Regions from separate parts of the Mus musculus genome. Here region 1 is linked to region 2. A link is a contact called in public HiChIP or PLAC-seq data. All regions are on one chromosome and are shown on one strand. The core of a region is the stretch at or near the end of the contact, and the rest is flanking DNA. Distances in the headings are between cores, read along the strand shown. Region 1 holds the start of Itgb4 (integrin beta 4). Region 2 overlaps Myo15b (myosin XVB).

Evidence for each region. HiChIP or PLAC-seq counts read pairs in DNA pulled down with a chosen protein or histone mark.
Region 1: an HNF4G HiChIP or PLAC-seq map of pancreatic cancer cells shows a contact between it and region 2. The contact joins the promoter of Itgb4 here to the enhancer-like site in region 2. A contact is called at or near these places in 5 of 484 Hi-C or Micro-C datasets (the G1E-ER4 cell line, bone marrow-derived macrophages, embryonic stem cells and 1 more), 2 of 115 datasets of contacts at active chromatin or transcription factors (embryonic stem cells and pancreatic cancer cells) and 4 of 9 other capture datasets (adipose tissue, embryonic stem cells, liver and 1 more).

The regions. Positions count from the first base shown.
Region 1 is chr11:115,971,164-115,977,169 of GRCm38.p6, reverse strand. Itgb4 (integrin beta 4) reads right to left here and starts at 2,445. Exons shown (of 40, transcript NM_001005608.2): 1 at 2,016-2,445.
Region 2 is chr11:115,874,198-115,880,729 of GRCm38.p6, reverse strand. It overlaps Myo15b (myosin XVB), which reads right to left. Exons shown (of 64, transcript NM_001384233.1): 21 at 3,637-3,730; 22 at 3,024-3,051; 23 at 2,752-2,774; 24 at 2,575-2,632; 25 at 2,288-2,418; 26 at 1,077-1,172; 27 at 744-979; 28 at 483-661; 29 at 222-294. Among named protein-coding and RNA genes, the nearest start is that of Myo15b, 20 kb to the right of the region's middle. Within about 2 kb of position 3,434, at least 41 of the 459 cell types and tissues checked have an H3K27ac peak or open chromatin away from gene starts, as enhancers often do. A contact at or near this core is called in pancreatic cancer cells and pancreatic islet, where this site is marked.

The DNA of each region.
Region 1 (6,006 bases), core at 1,196-3,695, 97 kb before region 2:
CCAGTGTGGCTCCTAAACACCCTGCTTTCTACCCAACTACCCCAGAGTTTCAGGACACCCAAGCAGGACCTGGGGTTAGTTTAGGAGCCCCTGTTGCCCTCTGTCACACAATGGTGGCCATTAGAGTATTGGAAAAACCATCTCAGGGCACCAGAAGCCTTCAAGGTCTCTGAAAAGATGGGCAGCTCAAAGCCTTGTCAGGGAAGAGCCTGGCTCCAGAGCTACCAAGGTCTGCACAGAGGAGGGCAAAGGTCAGGGCTACACCTTTTCTGTTTAGGGCCAGAACTTCCAGGGGCACAGACAAGGTCACATCCACTGTCCCTCCACCTTGGATCCTTTCTTAGCACCCCCACATTGTAGGGCAGGGAACAATTGCAGGGTCTGTAAGGCTGAGGCCCTCTGTTCAGAAAAAAAGAAAAAAGTAGGCAGGTACAGTCCCCTGCATCCAAGGGTCCCTAAGGAGGCAGACATCAGTCCCAGCATGTCCACAGTCAGAGCCAGCATGGAGAAGTCACCCTAACAGGGTAGTGGCTAGAGGGGAGCCCTGAATCAGCAGAGGCGTGACTCCTAGGAGAAATGAGTTTCTTACAGCCTTGGGCGTAGGCACCACACCCACACGCTACATAATGCAAGCTGCAGATTTGGCCTCCTCAGGGCTCAATTACCTAGGCAGGTATAGGCACCAGAGGGACAAACCCAGCTCTTACACAGACCCAGAATACAGGGCTGTCCCAAACAGACAGGACGGCAACACACACCCAGCATGTCAGCAAAGGGTTAACAAGGCATCTATCTGCACAGGACCCCAGTGGGAGAGGCTTGCCTGTGTGTGCCTTAGGACAGATGAGGCACTGAGGCTGTGGAGCCTCCCATTCCAGCAGTCAGCACTGGGAGGGTCTGGCGGGGATTTGGGGGCAGTGTAGATTCCACACTGAACCTACACACACACACACACACACACACACACAGGAACTATATAATGTAAAGGCCTAGGCAGACACTCGAGTGTTTGCTTCGACCCAAATTGTATTTTAAAAGTTCTAAAAGTAGTCGCCTAGTATAGAAACAAGATTCCACATAAAGACTAGGACTGAGGATGCCATCACAGAGTGTGTAGCCATGGCAGGCTGGGCCAGACAGGACAGCAGTTCTTGAAGCTGTAACAGCCCCTTGCCTACCCTGTCAGCTATTGGAAGTCAGAGTTAAGGAGTCAAACGCTCATTTTCTGCTGTCCATTCTCTCAGCCCCCAGGAGACTCGATTTTCACTTTTAGTGAGGGTAGAAACAAACGTGCCATCTGGGTTGAACCTATGCTCAGGGTGTGGCAAGTCTGTCAGGAAGAAGGAAGAGGTCTGCCCCTACCCTTGGGAGCCACCTGGAGTCCCGGGCCACAGTGACAGCCAGAAGGCTCCTCCAAGGATCGTGGGAAAGAGTGTATGGCGGGGCCAAGTGCTCGCGGGACTGCTGGATGAGATTCTGAAAGGTCCCCCAAACAAAGGTGCCTGGAGCGGGCTTTGGGAAGAGAGCAGGCTGCGGGCCAGCCAAGAGGAAAATCAGGGACTCCCCACGCCTGACATGCACCCGGGTCACCACACAGCAGGTCCTGTCAAGCCGGACAAGAAGGGGGCTTGCTGCAAGGTAGTTAAGTTGTTCCTCTACTGTCTTCAGATTCAGGGGAGGTAGCACTCAGAGGGCTGGTGAGCCCCCAGCCTCTACCCACTCCTATTACCCACCTACCCAGTGTCCTTTTCTAGCAGGGGTATCTGATGTTCACCATTCTTTCCCTAGATCCCAACTACCCCGCTCCCAGCTGTCCCCTTCCCACATCCTGGCAGGGTTGGCACCTGTCCTGGCAGCATGGGCAGAGGGAGCCAGGGCCTGCCAATCTTCAGGGAAGGGAAGGGAAACAAAAGCCCCGGGCGGGAGTGGGTATTCACTTTCCTCTCCAGCCCTGTTGTCCCGGGGCACCGGGGCGGGCGGTGTGCCCTCGGATCTGCAGCGGGACCTGCACCTACCTTAGTGAGACTACCTCGGACTTGGGCTGCGTTGGGTCGAGCTGAGCGCGCGGGCGAGCCCGGCGGGACAGCAGGGCGGGCGGCGGCGGGCGGGAGCCAGCAGCGCTTTATGGACGGGCGGCGCAGGTAGGAAGGAGGCGCTGGTGAGTCAGGCGGACTGCATTCCTGCGCGCTGCGCGCACCTGTCGGGGCAGGAGCTGGGGTGTCGCCGCAGCCGCCAGGCCCGCCCCCCGGAAAGGGCTGCGGCTCAACCGGCGCCGGCCCCGAGCCCCGAGCCGCCGCGGAGGGGGCTGGAGGAGGAGCCACTCTTCCCTGCAGCACAGACCGGGGCTCCGTCTTCCCCACCCGTCCAGGCTCCCAGATCGGGTCCCCGGGCCGCTCCGGGTCGCGGGTCCGCTTCTTAATACAGTGAGCCCAGCTGGGTCAGTCCCGCTGCCTCGACGGTCATCGGGTCGTGCACCACCCTCTCCGTGTCAGCGCGAGGATAGGTCGTGCCCCAAACTGGTAGGGAGACTTAGCACTCTTGGACTGCTGGCCACTGGGTTCTCTCTGCCTCTACTAGAGGAACCGATAGGCAAGGACTGGGGCCTCTAGGTTTCTTCGGATACTCAAATCTCCTTAAAATGTAATTGTAGCCATCAAGAGGCCACGTGACCTAGTGTGGAGTAGCACTCATGGATTGTTACAGTGTTGGTGACAAGCTGATTCACAAATCTTACTCTTGCGGCAGGCTCTCGAGTGCCTTCAGGCCCCGTTTCTGTTTAATAATGAGTCCGTTGAGGCGCTGCAAGAACCCAACTCTAGTCTCACCAGGTTAGCTAATGCTCACCGCTGGCACTGGACCTCCTCAACCCGTGGGGGCTTCAAGCTCGCCAAGTGTCAGAGCCAGAGTATGCAGTCTGAAACTCAGCCAGATTTATCCTTATATTTGAAGACCCTGAACTAATGTTACAAGATCTTTAGTTTTCTTCGGCTTTGCCACATCCTCTGTTGGTTTCTAAGTCTGGTCGGAGAATATGGCCTTTTCCCACTGTGTAGTCCAGGCTAGTCTTGAACTTGGGGTAATTCTTCTGCCCCTGCCTTGCAAGTGCTGGGATTACAGGCATCCATCACCACACCTGTCCTTTTATTATCTTCCTTTTGATTCGGTGCTTGGTATGGAACATAGGTCTTCATGCGTATCAGCCATGTACTCTACCACTAAACTAGACCTCCAGACCAGAGTATGGCTTCTTTATGGCATTTGCTATACTGGTTTGAAATGATCATCCCACTGGACTGTGGACTCGGAGAACCCATGTTTTCTGCCCCAACCTGGGGTAATCCAAGTTAGGAGAGGTGGAGAGGCCTATGCCCAGGTCTGGGCTAGAGAGAAGGGAGGTTTTTGTTTTTTTGGTTTTTTTTTTGTTTTTTGGTTTTTTTTTCACCAGCCCAGCCCCAGCCCTGGTGCCTGGTACATAGAGGAGTTAAAAAAAAAAAAAAAAAAAAGTGTGATTGGGTAAGATGTCTTAATGGGTCAAGGTGCCTGCTGACAAACTTCATGACTTGAGTTTGATTCCTGGTGGGACTCATTGTCACAAGGTCTCTGTGGTGTGTACATCCATCCCACCCTCTCACATAAACAAATGAGTAAAACGAGTCTGTTGGGGCACTGCTGTTGTGTAGCAGGCCTTTCATCCAAGCACTCAGGAGGCAGAGGCAGGTGGATCTCTGTGAGTTCAAGGTCAGCCTGGTCTACATGGAGAGCTTCAGGCCAGCCAGGGCTATATAGATTTTGCTTCAAACATAATACAAATAAAAATGATTTTTAATAGCCCTGTCAGCCCTGTCCAGCCATCTGAGGGCTGTTCTGCACAGGCCAGGTCCCCAGGGAGACTTCCTCCTGAATGTGGGGGCACTGGGGAAGGAGCCCAGTATGTTTTCGGCACTCAGATGTATGTTCCAGGCCAGCTCAGTTCCTTGTGGACATCAGCCACTCCAGTAGGCACCCAGTCCAGTCTGGAAAAGAAGAGCTCTACACATTGATTTAAAAATAGTTCTTTGCAGCTGGGTGTGGTGGCGCACGCCTTTAATCCCAGCACTCGGGAGGCAGAGGCAGGCAGATTTCTGAGTTTGAGGCCAAGCCTGGTCTACAGATTGCGTTCTAGGACAGCCAGGGCTACACAGAGAGACCCTGTCTCAAAAACCAAAAAAACCAAACCAAAACAAAACCCCCAAAAAACCAAAAAAAAAAAACAAAAATAGTTCTTTGCAGGCTGGAGAGATGGCTCAGTGGTTAAAAGCACTGACTCCTCTTCCAGAGATCATGAGTTTAATTCCCAGCAACCACATGGTGGCTCACAACCATCTGTAATGAGATCCGATGCCCTCTTCTGGTGTGTCTGAACTTACATAAAATATTAAAATAAACATTTAATAATCTTTAAAAGACAATAAATCTTTTTTAAAAAAGATTTATTTATTTATTATATGTAAGTACACTGTAGCTGACTTCAGACACTCCAGAAGAGGGTGTCAGATCTCGTTACGGATGGTTGTGAGCCAACATGTGGTTGCTGGGATTTGAACTCAGGACCTTTGGAAAAGCAGTTGGTGCTCTTAACTGCTGAGCCATCTCTCCGGACCCCAATAAATCTTTTAAAATATTTATTTGTGAGTATAGGGTGGAAATTCGAGGACAATCTTTAGGAGTTGGCTCTGTTGAAGCAGGGTCTCTTGTTTCGGTTGCTGGGCTGAATACTGCAGGGGAGCTAGCCACCTAGCTCTGGGAGCGCTCTGCAGTCTCTAGGTCAGTGCATATGGTTTTTATATGGGGTCTGGAGTTCAAACTTAAACATCAGTGTTGTGTAGCTAGTGCTTGTGTTAGATGAACCAGGGGTCTCTCCGTTCTCTGACAGAAAGGGGAGGGGGAATGGAGCAGGAGCTGTCTTGGGTAGGAACTGGGAGGAGGGAGGGTAGATATTGTGATGTAAAGTGAATGAATGAATGAATGAATGAATAAATAAATAAATAAATAAATAAAACCCAAAACTTTTAGCTGGGCAGTAGTGGTACATGCCTTTAGTTTCAGCACTTGAGAAGCAGGTGGATTTCTGTGAGTTCCAGGATAGCCAGGAGTACACAGAGAAATGCTGTCCCAAAAAACCTTTATCCTTGTGTGTTCCTGTGTCCATGACGCATGTGTGCAAACAGGTGGAGGTCAGAGGGCAACTTTGTGTTGTCATTTCTCTCCTTCCTTCTTTCTGTGGGTTCCCAGGATGGCACTCAGGCCACTAGGCCTGAGTGGCAAATGCCTTTACCTGCTGAGCCATCTCGCTGGTTCTGCATGTTAACTTGATAAAAGTAAAATAGCTATGGGGTTTAGTGGTCTACAGTCAGCTACTTGGGAGACTATGTAGGAGCACTAACGCTGTGGGCTTCCATGGGCTGTGTGGCAAGTTTGAGGCTAGTCTGGGCAACTTTGGAGACCCTGTCTCACATAAATGGATAAATGGCCACGGATGTGCCACTAGCCTAGAATGCATCGGGCCCTCGGCTCCATCCTTAGTAATACACGAGAGAAAACTTTTTTAAAACGTATTTTTCTGTACACTGACGATTTGACTGCATGTATGTGCACGAGGGCATCAGATTCCCTGGAACAGGAGCTACAGACAGTTGTGAGCTGCCATGAGGATGCTGGGAACTGAATTCAGGTCCTCTGGAAGAACAGCCACTGCTCTTAACCACTGAGCCATCTCTTAGCCTCTGTAAAATAAAACTTTATCCACTAGTTCAATCGCTTAGTTTACAAGTGTTTAATGAGCTGCAATGTGAACGAGACACATCACCTGCCCATGGCGAGCAGCATCCAGATCCTGGCTCTCCCGCATGAGCTGTACTGCATTCTCCAGGGATGTGCTGGACTTTGCCACAGTCTGACCATGTGACCCAGATCCCCAGACTTAATGAAATTCAGCATGAGGGAAGTAGCCCCTCCTATAATTCAAGC
Region 2 (6,532 bases), core at 2,185-4,684:
GTAAATAAATCTTAAAAAAAAAAGAAAAAAGACCCTTCCATTAAAAAAAAAAAATCTCTGTTTTCTCTCTGAAATCTACAGTTGGAGCCCATCCACCCTAAAATCTTCTCTTTCTATTCACTGAGGATCAATATCCATTCCTAGGCCATCAGGGGCATGCAGTAGAGCAGCAGTCAGCGGTCAGCAGTCTGCTGCGCTGTCCCACCCTGAGCTTGCCATACCTGCTCTGTAGGATCCACCCTGCAAACTGCTCTCCCGTGGTCCAGGATTCCACTTCCGCGGAGTAGCTTTCCTCTGTGGAGGGGCAGTTAGAGGGAGGGTAAGAGACACAGGGCTCCACCCTGACAGTTAACCAGTTAGTGTCCCCACACCAGACCTAGGACATGAGGATCTCAGGGCAGGGCAATAAAATGGCTGAGGCAGGAGGAGACCAGGGAGCCAGGGCAGGGCTGGCTGCACTGGCTGAGGGAGGCAGGCCTCACCGTTGAATGTGAACACATCCAGCGCCATGCGGCCCCGACGTAAACCAGCCTTCCACTCAAGTTGTGTGGGTGGGTGGGACCTCGAAGCCATGGGAGCCAGCGGTGTCTGCTCCAGGGCACCTAACAGCTTGTGCTGGCACAGGGCTGCCATGCCACTGGGAGCCTGGTCAGATACAAATCTGTGGGGACAAGGCGGGGCTGCTGCAAGCTTGGTGGGGGATCTGGTCCCACTCACAGGGCCCTACCCACTGGGCTTCCTACTTGAGCAGTGGCTTCTCCAGGGCAGGTGTGGGAGCAAAGGAGCTGAGCAGGATCACCATTAGGGCCCAGCCACGCTGATTCTGTTGCTCATCTGGGTTGCGCCACAGCTGGGCCACCAGCTGGCTGAAGAGCTCATCTCGGAGTCCCGGCCGTCGCTGGGCCTGCTGCACGAGGAACGTGCCCATGGTCTGCTCTTGCCAGGACTGCAGAGATCCTTCCCCCAGGAGCCGCAGCATCTGTGGGCACAAAAGCCAGGCCAGGAAGCACAGGGCTCCCCTGCACCTTGCCCGTCCTTACAGTGGCCACCCTGTCCCTCCTGGAGGAGTCACTCACCACCCTGTTGATCTCCAGAGCCTGCTGAGGGTTCTCGCCATCTAACCGCGTCAGGGGCTCGTCCAGTGGCTGCCCTGGTCGAGGCAGAAATGGCTTCTGGAGAGAAGGAGGGTGTCATAGTGTTTGTCCTCTGAATTGACCAGAGAGGAAAGGTGTGTGCGCATGTGTGTGTGTGTGTGTGTGTGTGTGTGTGCGCGCGTGCATGCGTGTGTGTTACATGGACATGCATGTGTAGGTGTCACTCAGAAGAATACGAGTCCTCTTCCTTGTTTGCCCTGATATAGTCTGTTACGGAACTGACAAGCTTGCTGTTTTGCATAGGCCTACTGGCCAGCAATTCCAGGGGTTCATCTGCCCCTGTTTTCTAACACTAGGGTTACAGACATGCGTGGTCATCCCTGGCTTCTTACATGGGTGCTCAGGAAGCCTTACCCAGTGAGAAGCTCCCCACCTTTGATTCTTTCATTAACGGACACCAAGCCAGGACGAGTCCCCTGTGCCTTCAATCCCAGCACTTGGGAAGCAGTGACAGGCTGATGATCTCTGGGAGGAGTTCCAGGCCAGCCAGGACTACCCAAGTTAAGACCCCCACCTTTAACTTTATTAAAATAAGGTTGGGCATGGTGTGACATATGCCTTTCATGCCAGCACTTGGGAGGCAGGGGCAGGTGGATCTCTGAATTTGAGGCCAGTCTGGTCTACAGAGTGAGTTCTAGGACAACAGGGCTACACAGTGAGACCCTGTATCAATAAATAAATTAATCAAAATACATTGGTAATTTCTGAGTTCGAGGCCAGCCTGGTCTACAAAGTGAGTTCCAGGACAGCCAGGGCTATACAGAGAAACCCTGTCTCTAAAAACCAAAAAAAAAAAAAAAAAAAAAAAAAAAAAATTGGTAAATAAACTAACACAAGAATCTTTTTGTACGTGCCGTTATGAATCCTGCTTTTTATATTTAATCCTCTGGCATGGGAAGTTTCCCAGGTGGTTAAACCTTCTTTAAGGACACAACTTTAACGTAGGGCAACCCCACAGTTACAGTAAAGGTGTGGCCGAAATGAGCCTGTGCATTGGAAACTTCTGGGTAAGGACTGTTTCCCAAGCAGCTTTGCTGACCACGGGAATGTCCTGGGAGAAGGTGGACACCTGTTTGTGCCTGGTGGGAGTTACACAGGAGCTTCTGAATGCCAGGAACCCAGAGGCGACTCACCTGAAAGCTGGTGGATACAAAACTGGAGAAGGGAAACTGGTCAATGTCTGGAGGGAGAGTCAGGCTGGGCCGGGCGGGGACCTCAGGTGGCAGGGACTCTGTGATGCTCCCCGTCAGCAAGGCCTGGTGGCCTGGGAAGGAACACAAGAGGCAGCCTAGGACACTCAGTTCTGCCACTCCTCCCATCAGGTTGGCAGAGTGCCGGTGAGTGGCTCAGGGAAAGAGGCAGGTGTGGTAGGCCAGCTGAGCAGCAGAAGGGACCCCATCTCTACACTAAGAGGACTCACCTTCCGCCCTCTCCAGCAGAGTAGCCAGCTGGGCGGGGATCTCTAAGCGACCCAGGTCCTGGTGGAGTGAATCAATGATCAGGAACTAAAGGACAGCCGAGAAGGACTGGGCACACCCCCTCCCCAAATCTCCAGAATGACAGCTGTCCCTAAAGAACAAGGATGCATCCTGGAAACAGATGGTCGGGTTTCCAGAGCCTCTGAGGAAAACCGAGAGAGTCCCAATCTTCTGCTGAGGTGGCACACAAGGGACAGTTTGGCATCCTACGTGCCATACTCTTCCCCATACTATGCCAGGCTGACACCACACAGGACCCCCACCCCACCCCACCTCCCGCACCCGCTTCCAAGATCACTCACCATATTTGACACTTTCCCCCAGGGCTCCCCGCTGTGCGGGCCAGGGGCACACTGTGGGAGAGATCCAGCAAGAGTTGATGCCCCCACACCACTAGCAGCCCATCCCCAACTCAGCAGCTCAGTGTCCCCTCTTGTCCCCAGGAGACAGGATGGTAGCGAGAGAATGTCATAGACCCAGAGGGTGCCACCACCCGACCTCACCTACCCCCCTACCCCCTCTCCAATCTCACCGTCACCAGGCTGTGGATGTCACTGCCTGTCTGCTAGGGCACCAGGAAGAGGTAAAGAAGAAGGGGACAAATGGTCTCAGGGGACAAAGTCCAGCCAGGGAGGAGCCAGGGAGGGGGGCAGAATGTGGGCATTGACCTTTGAGCAGCTTTTATGGCGTTCACATAGGAGTCATCAGGCAAGAGGGAGAGTAGAAGAGGCCTCAGGGGCCTGGAGGGAACAGAAGGAACTGGGGCTAAAAGGGGGAGTCAGGCCTGGGGGGAACGGTGCAGGGAGGAGCAAGAGGAAGCCAGACAACAGCCACAGGGCCCCAGCCGGAACAGGAAATGGAGATAGTCAGTAAGCAGTGGGCTCACAGATTTCAGACCCAGCAAGTTGAGGCTGTTAGGATTCTGCCCACTTGGCCAGCCAAGGTCACCTGGCTCCCATCCTGAGCTTCCCCACAATCCATGAACACTTCTAAACCCCTCATACCCGTAGCTTCTGTCGTCTCCGGAGCAGGGGCCGGGCCACTAGGAGAATGGTGTTCAGCTGTCCCAGAGCTGACCTCCGCTGGAGATATCGCTTCCTGGAGGCCATAGGAGCAACGTTGGGGAGGGTGGGACCCGAAACTTAAGCTTCTGCCCTGGTACCTGAACCCTTTCTAAACCTAGACCGTAGTGTGAAAATGGACCCTGGATCGGTGAAACCCCTGATGTTCAACAGTAATGTTCAAAGAACAGAATGCTACGGGGAACCAGGAAATATTTTGTTCTCAGACTGTTTCACTATGAAGACCAGCCTGGCCCTGAACCTGCCTCTGCCCGCTGAGTGCTACGAGTATAGAGGCATGTGCTGCCACTGCTAGCTTTTAGGATTTCTGTTTTTAATTATGCATATGTGTGTGTGGGGGTCTATGTGCATGTGCATGCAGGATTCATAGATGGCCAGAAGAGGGCGTCAGATCTCTGGGCTTGGAGTTAGAGGCAGTTAAGGTCTCCTGACCTAGGTGTTAGGAACTCGTCTCTGGTCCTCTGCAGGAACAACGAATGCTCTTAGCTACTGAGCCATGTCTCTAGCCCCCTAAATTTTATTTACTGATCTCATAGCTGGGAAATTCTCAAAGATATTCTGTTTGCATGTTCCTTCTTCGGACCTCCAAGGGCTCCAGGCATACATGTGGTACACAGACATGTGTTCACAGCACTTATACACATACAATAAATAAATAAATAAATAAATAAATAAATAAATAAATAAAAATAAGTCTCAGAGCCAGGAGGATGACTTAGTTGGCAAAGAGCTTGCTGCACACACATGAGGAGCTGAGCTCCAGATAAGACAGCTCATTAGTGACCTCAGTGTCTGTCACCTCAGAGCCAAGGGTAAAGGCAGACAGATGCTTGGAGCTCACTGGATACCCAGACTAGCCGAGTCAGCGAATTCTAGGTCCAGTCTCACGAAAGAAAGAAAGGGAGGAAGAAAGGAAGAAAGGATAGATAGACAGACAGACAGACAGAGAAAGAGCAAGGTATTGTGGCCTTTAATCCTAGCACTTGGAGGCAGAGGCAGGAGGATTTCAGTGAATTCAAGGCTAACATGGCCTACAAGTAGTTTATAGATGGCCTGGGCTACAAAGTGAGACCAGAAAGAAAGAAAGAAAGAAAGAAAGAAAGAAAGAAAGAAAGAAAGAAAGAAAGAAAGAAAGAAAGAAAGAAAGAAAGAAAAAAAGAGAAGGAAACAAACAAAGATTGAGAACAAACAACCAGGGAAGAGAGAACTCTGATCTCCACACTCATGTGCACACTTGAGTCCACACCAGCAGGCACATTTCCACATTCACATATGCACACATACATGAACATGTACACACAGAGACCACACACACACACACACACACACACACACATCCATCAGGATTGGAAGTATGTCACAGCTCACTTGCAGAGTCCTCCCCAGCATGAAAATTCAATCCATTGATCAAACAACCCAGCAGTCTGTCTAGAACTTTCACGCATCAGAGGATGGTACAAAGGAGCTAAGAAGACAATGCTCAGAATAGAAAACCTCCAAGTCACACGCTTAATGGTGGCCAGATATCCAGAACACATGGAGAATTCTTGCAGCTTATGAACAGAGACAGGGGAGGGTGGGAGAGGTGGCTCGGTGGTCAAGAGCACCTGCTTTTGCAGCAGACTGTGATTCAGTTCTTGGCACCCACATAATGGTTCACAACTATAACCCTGGCACCAGGGAAGCTGATGCCCTCTTTTAAACACCGTGGGTACTAGGCACATACACAGAGCATATACATACATGCAGGCAATGCCCATGCCCATAAAGGAAAATGGAAGCCAGTAAGAGAGCTGTGTGTGGTGGATGTCCATAGTTCCAGTGCTCAGGAGGCTGAGGCAGGAGGATGGTTATGAGTCCATGGCCAGCCTGGGCTACACAGTAAGATCCTGTCTCAGGAGCAACCAAACAAGAGCCTGGAGAACTCGCTGCTCCTACAGAGGACCTGGGTTCCCCGTGCTTACGTGGCGGCTCACACCCATCTGAAACTCTAGCTCCACTCCCTTCTTTGAACTTCCAAGAACACTGCATACACACACTGCACACACATTCAAGAAAAGCTCTCATAGCACATAAAACAAAATATACTTTTTCCTAGGCAGTGGTGTCGCATACTTTTAATCCCAGCACTTGGGAGGCAGAGGCAGGCAGATTTCTGAGTTCGAGGCCAGCCTGGTCTACAGAGTGAGTTCCAGGACAGCCAGGGCTACACAGAGAAACTCTGTCTCAAAAAAATAACAACAACAGCAACAGCAAACCCAGAAAACCCAATAGATGCTTCTAACAGCCATGCCCATAAGGGATGGGAGCGACCCACGCAGCCATCAGTAAGAACCTGTGACTCGGAACAGGGGAACATTATTCTGCCACAGAAAGCAAACGAGGTTCTGATCCACACTATGAAACAAATTCTGGAGGCACTAAAAGCTAGGTAAATTAGGCCAAGCATAAAGGGAACAGGCCTGTAAGATGGCTTACAGGAAACACTTAGCATAGGCAAATCTAGAGCCAGAGAACACACTGGGGGTTACTAGAAGCTGGTGGCTATGTGGGGAGTCGGGAGCTGTGCCTCAGCTTATGTAGTGACAGTGTTTGGGGGCACAGATAGCAGTGCTGGGTGATGGTGGTACATGCCTTTGATCCCAGCACTCTGGGGAGGGGGGAGAGGCATTGATAGGTGGATCTCTGTGAGTTTGAGCCCAGCCTGGTCTACAAAGCAAGTTCCAGGACAGCCAGGACTGTTACACAGAGAAACCAAGTGTCAAAAACAATCAAAAGATAGTAGTGATGGTTGCCTGTGATGGTGTTCCTCAAGGTG